Linked DNA regions of Capra hircus: region 2 is linked to region 1. A link is a contact called in public Hi-C data. All regions are on one chromosome and are shown on one strand. The core of a region is the stretch at or near the end of the contact, and the rest is flanking DNA. Distances in the headings are between cores, read along the strand shown. Region 1 holds the start of XXYLT1 (xyloside xylosyltransferase 1). Region 2 holds the start of LSG1 (large subunit GTPase 1 homolog).

Region 1 (3,974 bases), core at 1,009-3,508:
GACAAGGAGGTCAGCTGAAGAGCCCGGCCCCACAATAGACAGCCCTGCCAAGAAATGAGGACTTGATCCTGTAGACAACAACAACAAAAAAGGGAGTTCCCTGGAGGTCCAGTGGTTAAGACTGAACTTCCGCTTCAAGGGACACAGGTCGGGGAACTCAGATCCCACAGGCTGTGCAGTGTGGCCAAAAACAAACACCAACAGGCCCCTGAACCCTGCAGGAGGCCAGCACTGGCTCCCCTTAGTCACTCAACCAGCACAAACACATGGTACACTACTCTAATCTTACCACCCCTCCCCCTACCACCAGTCTCCATCCTTTAAGATCAGCTACTAAGAACCCACCTGCCAATGCAGGAGACATGAGACACGGGTTCAATCCCTGGGTGGGGAAGATCCCCTGGAGGAGGGCATGGCAACCCACTCCAGTATTCTTGCCTGGGGAATCCCACTGGACAGAGGACTCTGGTGGGCTACAGTCCATTGGGTCACATAGAGCCGGACATGACTGGAGTGATTTAGTGCACACTATTTCTATCCCAAAATCACACATTAGATCCCCTCTGGGCAACGATTAGGTCAAAAGGAGACATGTAACTTAACTGAGGCCAATAACACTAAGCTTGGACTGCAAGGAGATCCAACCAGTCAATCCTAAAGGAAATCAACCCTGAATATTCATTGGAAGGACTGATATTGAAGCTGAAATACTCGAATACTTTGGCCACCTGATGCAAAGAACCAACTCATTGGAAAAGACCCTAATGCTGGGAAAGATTGAAGGCGGGAGGAGAAGGGGATGACAGGGGATGAGATGGTTGGATGGCATCACCGACCAGATGGACATGAGTTTGAGTAAGCTCCAGGAGTTGGTGATGGACAGGGGGGCCTGGTGTGCTGCAGTCCATGGGGTCGCAAAGAGTCGGTCACGACACGACTGAGTGACTGAGCTGACTGAATGAAGAACACAATCTCTCCCAAGCAGAGCCAGGCGGTCCAGCCTGGAACAAGATGACTATCTCTGCTCTGCCCTCTCCAGATCTTATATCCTTACCTCTTGGAGCACTTTCTTGCTGGGAGGAACCCGCTGCTTCTCTAAATGGGTTCATGACCCTGAAGAGAAGGGAAGGAGGAGGCACACTGAGGAGATGAAATGGTTCACATGGGCTGGGTTTGGGCTGGACCAGTTTCAACTGAAATCCTTAGAGCTATGAGAAATGTCACTGTAATTTGAACAACTCAAGCGGCCTAAGACCTTGTCCAGCAGACACTGCACCTTCAAGTGACCTGCTCCATCCTCAAAAGTCAAACACTGAAAAGAATAAAAAGAGGGGCAGACTTAAAGGCACTGACTGCTGAAATCAACCACGCCAGGAAAGAGCGGGCATGCTGATTCTCCAGGGGGCCGCAGTTAAAGGGAAGCTAGGATCAACGAAGTCAGCTAATAGAGGCTCCGAGACACGCCCCCCGGACCATGCCTGCAGCGTGCTGTGAACGCACAATTCAGGTAGGGTACGGATTAAGGGGTTAAGCTTCTGCTGGCACTGGCAATGGGCATCGCAACTAAGACACCTCCCTCCTGACCCCTGGATCCAGGCCAGGCCCCACAATGACCGAGTCACCTACCCGGAGCCTCTAGCTGGGGCCCCGCTCACCTTGCATTTGAAGCCGGCGGCGGGCGGCAGCAGCTCCCGCAGCAAAACCTTGGCCACCTCGCGGCTGGCCTCCTCGCTTACGAAGTGCAGGTTAAGCACCTCGTGCGCCTCGAACTTCGCGAGGCGCAGCAGGGAGCGGAGGGCGACGCGGGCCTTGGCCTGCAGCGCGGCATTGTGTTCGGCCTTGGTGAACATCATCAGCAGGTGGTAGTCCACCGGCCCGGCCCCGCCGCCCTCCAGGCTCTTGGCCTTAGCGCCCGGGGCCGGCGCCAAGGATGCCCGCGCCAGCTCCAGCGCCGGCGGCGAGGGCGCAGCAGGGGCCCCGGCGCGGGCCTCCTTCAGCCTCTTGGTGGCGCTGGAGAAGGTCTCCCGGCCCGAGCCCAGGTAGTAGAAAGCACAGACCGCCAGCGCCGCGGCCAGCAGCAGCGCGCAGTAGTGGGAGCGCACAGCGCCCAGACGCGCCATGGCCCGAGCGCACGGGGGCCCGCCTCGGAGGAGACCCATGCGCCGCCGGCCCGCGAACAGATCAGCCGGCGAGTTGCGGCAGAGACCAGTATCCCGGCAGCAAGTTAGCAGCCCCGGCAGCTGGCGGCAGCCATGGCGGGGGCGGAGCCGAGCTGCCAATCTGCGGGCGCTGATACGCGGAGAGGCGGTGCCAGGCTGCCTGGCAGCCACTGGGTCCTAAGCTCAGAAGGATTACAGCGGGGTCGGGCGGTGAGCCTGCGGGAGTCCCTCCAGCGTGTTCGACACAGGCGGTGAGGACTTGGCCACACAAGCCAGCAGGCTGTGCGGTCTGTGGAAAATGGCCCTCGTTAAGCGCACAGCCCCAGGCGCTAGAAACCGAAGCTAAGCCTTCGGAAGCAAAAAGACTAAACTGGACGCACAAAAAATGTTCTCTATCTTTTCCCTCCTAATTTCTTGAAGGCTTTCTGTCCTCTCCCTGACTCCTTTCACACCTTGGCGACTAGGGCTGAAGAATTTAAACTAGCAACTCCTTTCCCATTCTCGGTGAAGTAGGATTGACACCCGAGGTATGAATCACTTGCTCACCTCACCTGGCATCTCTGAGGCCGACCAGAGGCAACCTATGGGATGTAGCCACCAGGGGGGCCACCTACCACAAACTTTGGGTGGTTGAGAGCTCCCCAGGAAGCTTGTGGTTTTTTTTTTTTTAACTGACTTCAACACTTTAAAAGAGACTTACTGTATACCCGGTGTTTTTGCAAAATTAACTGAGGCGTAACTGAGGTCACTTGCTCAGGTCACACGGTGTCAGGCTTGACAGTGAAGCAGACACTTCCACAGCAGAAGAGGGTGCCTATATTCTGCCAACACTAAAATCTAAGAAAACTTTCAGTTCTCTCTCCTATCCACAGAACAGTGGTTGTCAAAATTTTATTGGTACTAGCAGCACTAGGGAGCTTGATAAAACACAAAGCCTCAGGCCCTATTACCTTCAACGAGCCTGGGCCTTGATGGTGATTCTTCTGCAAGCCAAAGTTTGAAAAGCAGTGCCCTGGATTTTCACACAGTCAACCTCTCCTGCTTCAGACCTTGGCTTGGGTGTCCCTGCCTCAAAGAGTGGTCTCTAAACACCAGCCCTTGCAGTGTCCAGATGAGGCATCATCCTCAAGGATACCATAAGGGCCACCTAAGAACTACCCATTCCCATCTTTCTCTGCTGCAAGAAGGCAAGACTTCAAGAGAGCAGGCAGTGTGTCTTTCTTTAACCATAATATCTCCAGTAACTGATGGTGCTTGACTCAGTGAATGAGCATCAGAAATATACCCACCCATTGTAAACCATCGTTTTCATAACAGAATAAGGGAAAATGTACTCAAATATTTAGCCACAAGGGTAATGCAGAGCTAGGTTTATGATGACAAGGTATTAAAATCAAATGTTCATCAGTAAAGTGACACTAAAGACGCTGTTGGGAATTCTCTGGTGACCCAGTGGCTAAGAGTCCGCCCGCCAGTGCAGGGGACACGCTTTCAATCCCTGGCCCAGAAGGATCCCATACACCACATGACAGGTAAGCCCGTGCACCACTACTGAGCCAGCACTCCAGACCCCACAAGCCACAGCTACTGAATCCAAGTGCCTGCAGCTCGGGCTCTGCAACAAGAGAAGCCACCACAACGAGAAGCCCACTCGCCCACAGCCACAGAAACCCTACACACAGCAATGAAAACCCAGTGCAGCCAAAAATAGGTAATTTTTTTTTAATTTTTAGAAAACAAAGGTGCTGTTGGTGCTGTAGTCAACAAACTGTAATTGGAAATTTTTTAAAGTGACAAATGGAGGAAGAACCTATA
Region 2 (3,974 bases), core at 558-3,057, 560 kb before region 1:
ATGTATACTATCATGTAAGAATCGAATCGCCAGTCTATGTCTGACGCAGGATACAGCATGCTTGGGGCTGGTGCATGGGGATGACCCAGAGAGATGTTATGGGGAGGGAGGTGGGAGGGGGGTTCATGTTTGGGAACACATGTAAGAATTAAAGATTTTAAAATTAAAAAAAATTAAAAAAAATGTTGTAAAATGAAAAAAAAAAAAGAGAGCTGCTTTCTTCTGCTCTTCACATCCAAATAAACACTGCTGCTGCTGCTAAGTCGCTTCAGTCGTGTCCGACTCTGTGTGATCCCACAGACGGCAGCCCACCAGGCTCCCCTGTCCCTGGGATTCCCAAAAAACCATTCTATGGCCTTGAGGGTGGTGTTAGCTCTTTTAGTCAACACTAGTAACAGTTAACATTTAAATGAGCCCTTTCTTACCTCGTTATAATTATTTTCCTTTTATTTGATTTTCAAAATCTTTTGAAATAAACTTCATATCTCAATCAGGATTAAACTGGATAGAATAAATTGCCTACAGTCATAGGCTAATAAGTGGCAGAGGTATTTGAATCTAAACCCATAAACCATACTCTGGTTCTGGCAGCCACTGTTGGTCAACTTTTTTAGACAGACACCCACAGTAAGAAATACACTTCACATAGTGACTTAAATGCTGTGAGATACTGTGAGATGCTGTGTACCATTCAGTAAAGTGAAAACAAAAGAATCCTGAAAGTTACCTTTATTACATTACACACAATGTGGTATTTTCTTGAGTTTTATTCTGTGGGGTGAAAAGCTTGGCTAGTTGCCACTTACTGATCTGATTCCAGACACACCTCAGTTTGATAAGATAAACACCATCCTAAGCTACATGCTCTGTACAGGTACAAATAAAGGAAAAAATTGAAGGTTAAAAGGCTAGGTGGTTTGCCCAAAGGCCACAGAATCAGCAAAAATCAGGGTAAGGATTAGAATCTAGTTCTTTACTGAGAACTTTGTGAATTCTCAAACACTTCGAGGAATAAATGTCAAAATGACAATTACAAATCAAACCACTTCATCCGCTCTTCAAGGATCCTAAAACTACGGCCGTTTCCAGGCCCAGGAAGCTACTAGGCCCGCCACACTTTGGAGAAATGCTGTCCAGTTCTGAGTAACACCACTAGGGAATAAAAAAAAGTGGAGCACGAATCTGAGTTATTTTGTACTTTTGCTACCAACCAGCGGCTCTTGGAGGATCAATTCTTTAGAAAAATGAATACAAGAAGAAGTCGTTTTTGCGTCATTCCTGTGCAGAAACTTCCAAATGCTTCCACGGCCTATAGGATATCAAACTTTTGCCCTGGTTTTCAAGATCTCACTCCGACCTCATCACATTAGCCTCCACCTCTGGGCCGTGTCTTGCTAGGAGGGCCTGTTTATCCGCCTGGTCGATTCTAACGGTCTTGAGCATTTGCGCATTTCAGTATCCGAGAGGGTCTGGGGGGGATGCCTAGAACGGATCCCCGCCGTTACCGGGGGGCAACTGTATTCATCCCTAGAAACCCTACTTTGGTATCATTTCCTTTGGAATATTTTCCTGAGAATTCTGACCGTAAATTTCGCAGCGTTCAGACTCACAACTAGGCAGAAAGACAAGGTTTTTACCCAGGAGTCAGGGTGGCGGTGGCTACGGCTCCGTTGAACTTGCTGGCGGATAAGAGCCCGGCCAAGGGTTCCACCCTCTGGCGCTCTCCTCCGACCCATGCTTGTCCAGAACACGAACGAAAAGCCGCAAGCAAGAGTCACACCAGCTTTCTGGGTAATCAGGAGCGCGATCTCCGGAAGTGACGTGTAGGCGAGCCCAAGTGGTTAAGGCCCGAAGTCGCAGGGAAACAGAAAAATTTGCCTCAAATCGCCACTTATATATCTCACATTTGCCACTACGATAGAAATTAAATGCAAAAGGTGGCTTCAGAGCTTAATTTTCAATATATATTCCTAAGAATATCTCAAAGTTGGGTAAGGCGATTAGATTAAACGAATGGTACCGTCTAAATTTGTGCGTCGATTTTTAGTGTTCGGGGTACAACTAGGAGACTCGGAAAAAAGTGGCCGGGCATTCTTGCGGTAGCAGCCACGCCTCCGGTTAATTTCGTCAGGAGGAGGTGGAGACCTGCGTGAAGGGTGTTCCTGCAGCGCTAGGTGGCGTTGCTTCCTGGCGCTAATTTTCGGCCTAGTGTTTTAAGGTGTGGCTTCATCGCGGTCACGCCTGGCAACTAAACAGCTTTGTGTTTACTTGGTCTTCCCAAGCTGTGAATTGGTGAGAAGAGTTCCTGCGTGGATGGCAGTTTGGAATGGAAAGAGCTTGACAAGGTTGCAAGGAAAGCCAAAGGAATCTGACTTAAACGTTTTTGGTTATTTTTCCAAATAGCTTTTTAAAAAGCATTTAAAACTCCTAGCTAGAATTGTATTTAAATTTTCCTATAAATTAAAATAAAGTAAAAGCAGTAACCCCGCTCCACTCTTTGCCGCCTTTTGCTCCTCACTTTATCTTTAGAGAAGTTGGATTAGAGTTATGAGGGTGTTGGGGGTTTTAACTCTATTCTCATTAATCAGGAGAACACCTCATTGTTGTGATGCTCTGAGAGCAAGCAGAGTGCCCAAATCATAGCTGAAATATATTCGGTCAGGCATCAAACCCAAGTCTCCTCAATATTTTATCCGTTCCTGAGGCGGATAAGAGGGGAGAATGACGGTTGTTATTGTGTATTTTAGAACCTAGTTCTTCCCCAACTTTGATGTGCATGTGAACCCTCTAGGAATCTTACTAACGTGCTGATTCTGACTGATAAGGTCTAGGGTCTGGCGGCACTGGGTCCTTCCAGGAGATGATGATGATGTTGGTCTGGCCCACAGGCCACTCTGAAGAGCAAGAGAAGTCCATTTCCTGCTGGTGCAGATGAAGACCCTGAAGAGCATTGGCTAGAAGTCAGTCACAGCAAGTTTGGGTCAGGAAGAGCTGGAACCATATCCCCCACCCATGTCTGCATTTCCTGCTAAGCCCTGCTGTGGGCTGTATCTCACTGCTGACTCTAACTGAATTGGAGTGCACTTTCACCAGATAGCTCAGTTGGTAAAGAATCTGCCTACAATGCAGAAGACCTGGGTTCGATTCCTGGGTCGGGAAGATCTCCTGGAGAAGGAAATGGCAACCCACTTCAGTATTCTTGCCTGGAGAATTCCATGGACAGAGGAGTTTGGTGGGCTATAGTCCATGGGGTCGCAAAGAGTCGGACACGACTGAGCAACTTCACTTCACTTTGGTAATGGCAACCCGCTTCAGTATTCTTGCCTGGAAAATCTCATGGACTGAAAAGCCTGGTAGGCTATAGTACATGGGGTCACAAAGAGTCGGACACGACTGAGCAACTTCACTTCACTTTGGGAAACACGCAAAGGATTGCTGACAAACCATGTAGCAGTCGGCATGGCTTCGGGAAGGTGGTGCTCACAGATCAGTGAAGGAAAGCATTAGAATGTGCTTTCTCCCATCTCTCAACTTAGAGACAACATATCTTTAAAAAAAACCTGAGGAATTTCTGTGGCAGTCTACTGATTAAGACTCCACCCTTCCACTGCAGGGGGCATGGGCTGGATCCCTGGTCAGGAACTAAGATTGTACATGCATTGAGGCATGGCCACAATAACATACAATAAAATTGGATTACTAAAACAAACAAACAAAAAACCCCCAAACCTGAACATCATCTCCAGAACTAAGATGGAAGAGAGTTTCTGGCATTCTCTTAGAACTGAGTGGATAAAGAAAGAAAGAAAGAAAATGAATTTGCTCAGTCATGTCCGACTCTTTGCGACCCCATGGATTGTAGCCTACCAGGCCCCTCCGTCCATGGGATTTACCGGGCAAGAGTACTGGGGTGGGCTGCCACTTCCTTCTCCAGGGGATCTTCCTGACCCAGGGATCGAACCCAGGTTTACTGC

Evidence for each region. A called contact is a pair of places that touch in the nucleus more often than the background predicts.
Region 2: a contact with region 1 is called in a Hi-C map of blood, with 12 times the contacts expected there. The contact joins the promoter of LSG1 here to the promoter of XXYLT1 in region 1. A contact is called at or near these places in 3 of 5 Hi-C or Micro-C datasets (all in blood).

The regions. Positions count from the first base shown.
Region 1 is chr1:72,056,978-72,060,951 of ARS1.2, reverse strand. It overlaps XXYLT1 (xyloside xylosyltransferase 1), which reads right to left and starts at 2,258. Exons shown (of 4, transcript XM_005675095.3): 1 at 1,656-2,258. The coding sequence starts at 2,159.
Region 2 is chr1:72,612,491-72,616,464 of ARS1.2, reverse strand. LSG1 (large subunit GTPase 1 homolog) reads right to left here and starts at 1,807. Exons shown (of 14, transcript XM_018046507.1): 1 at 1,638-1,807. The coding sequence starts at 1,736.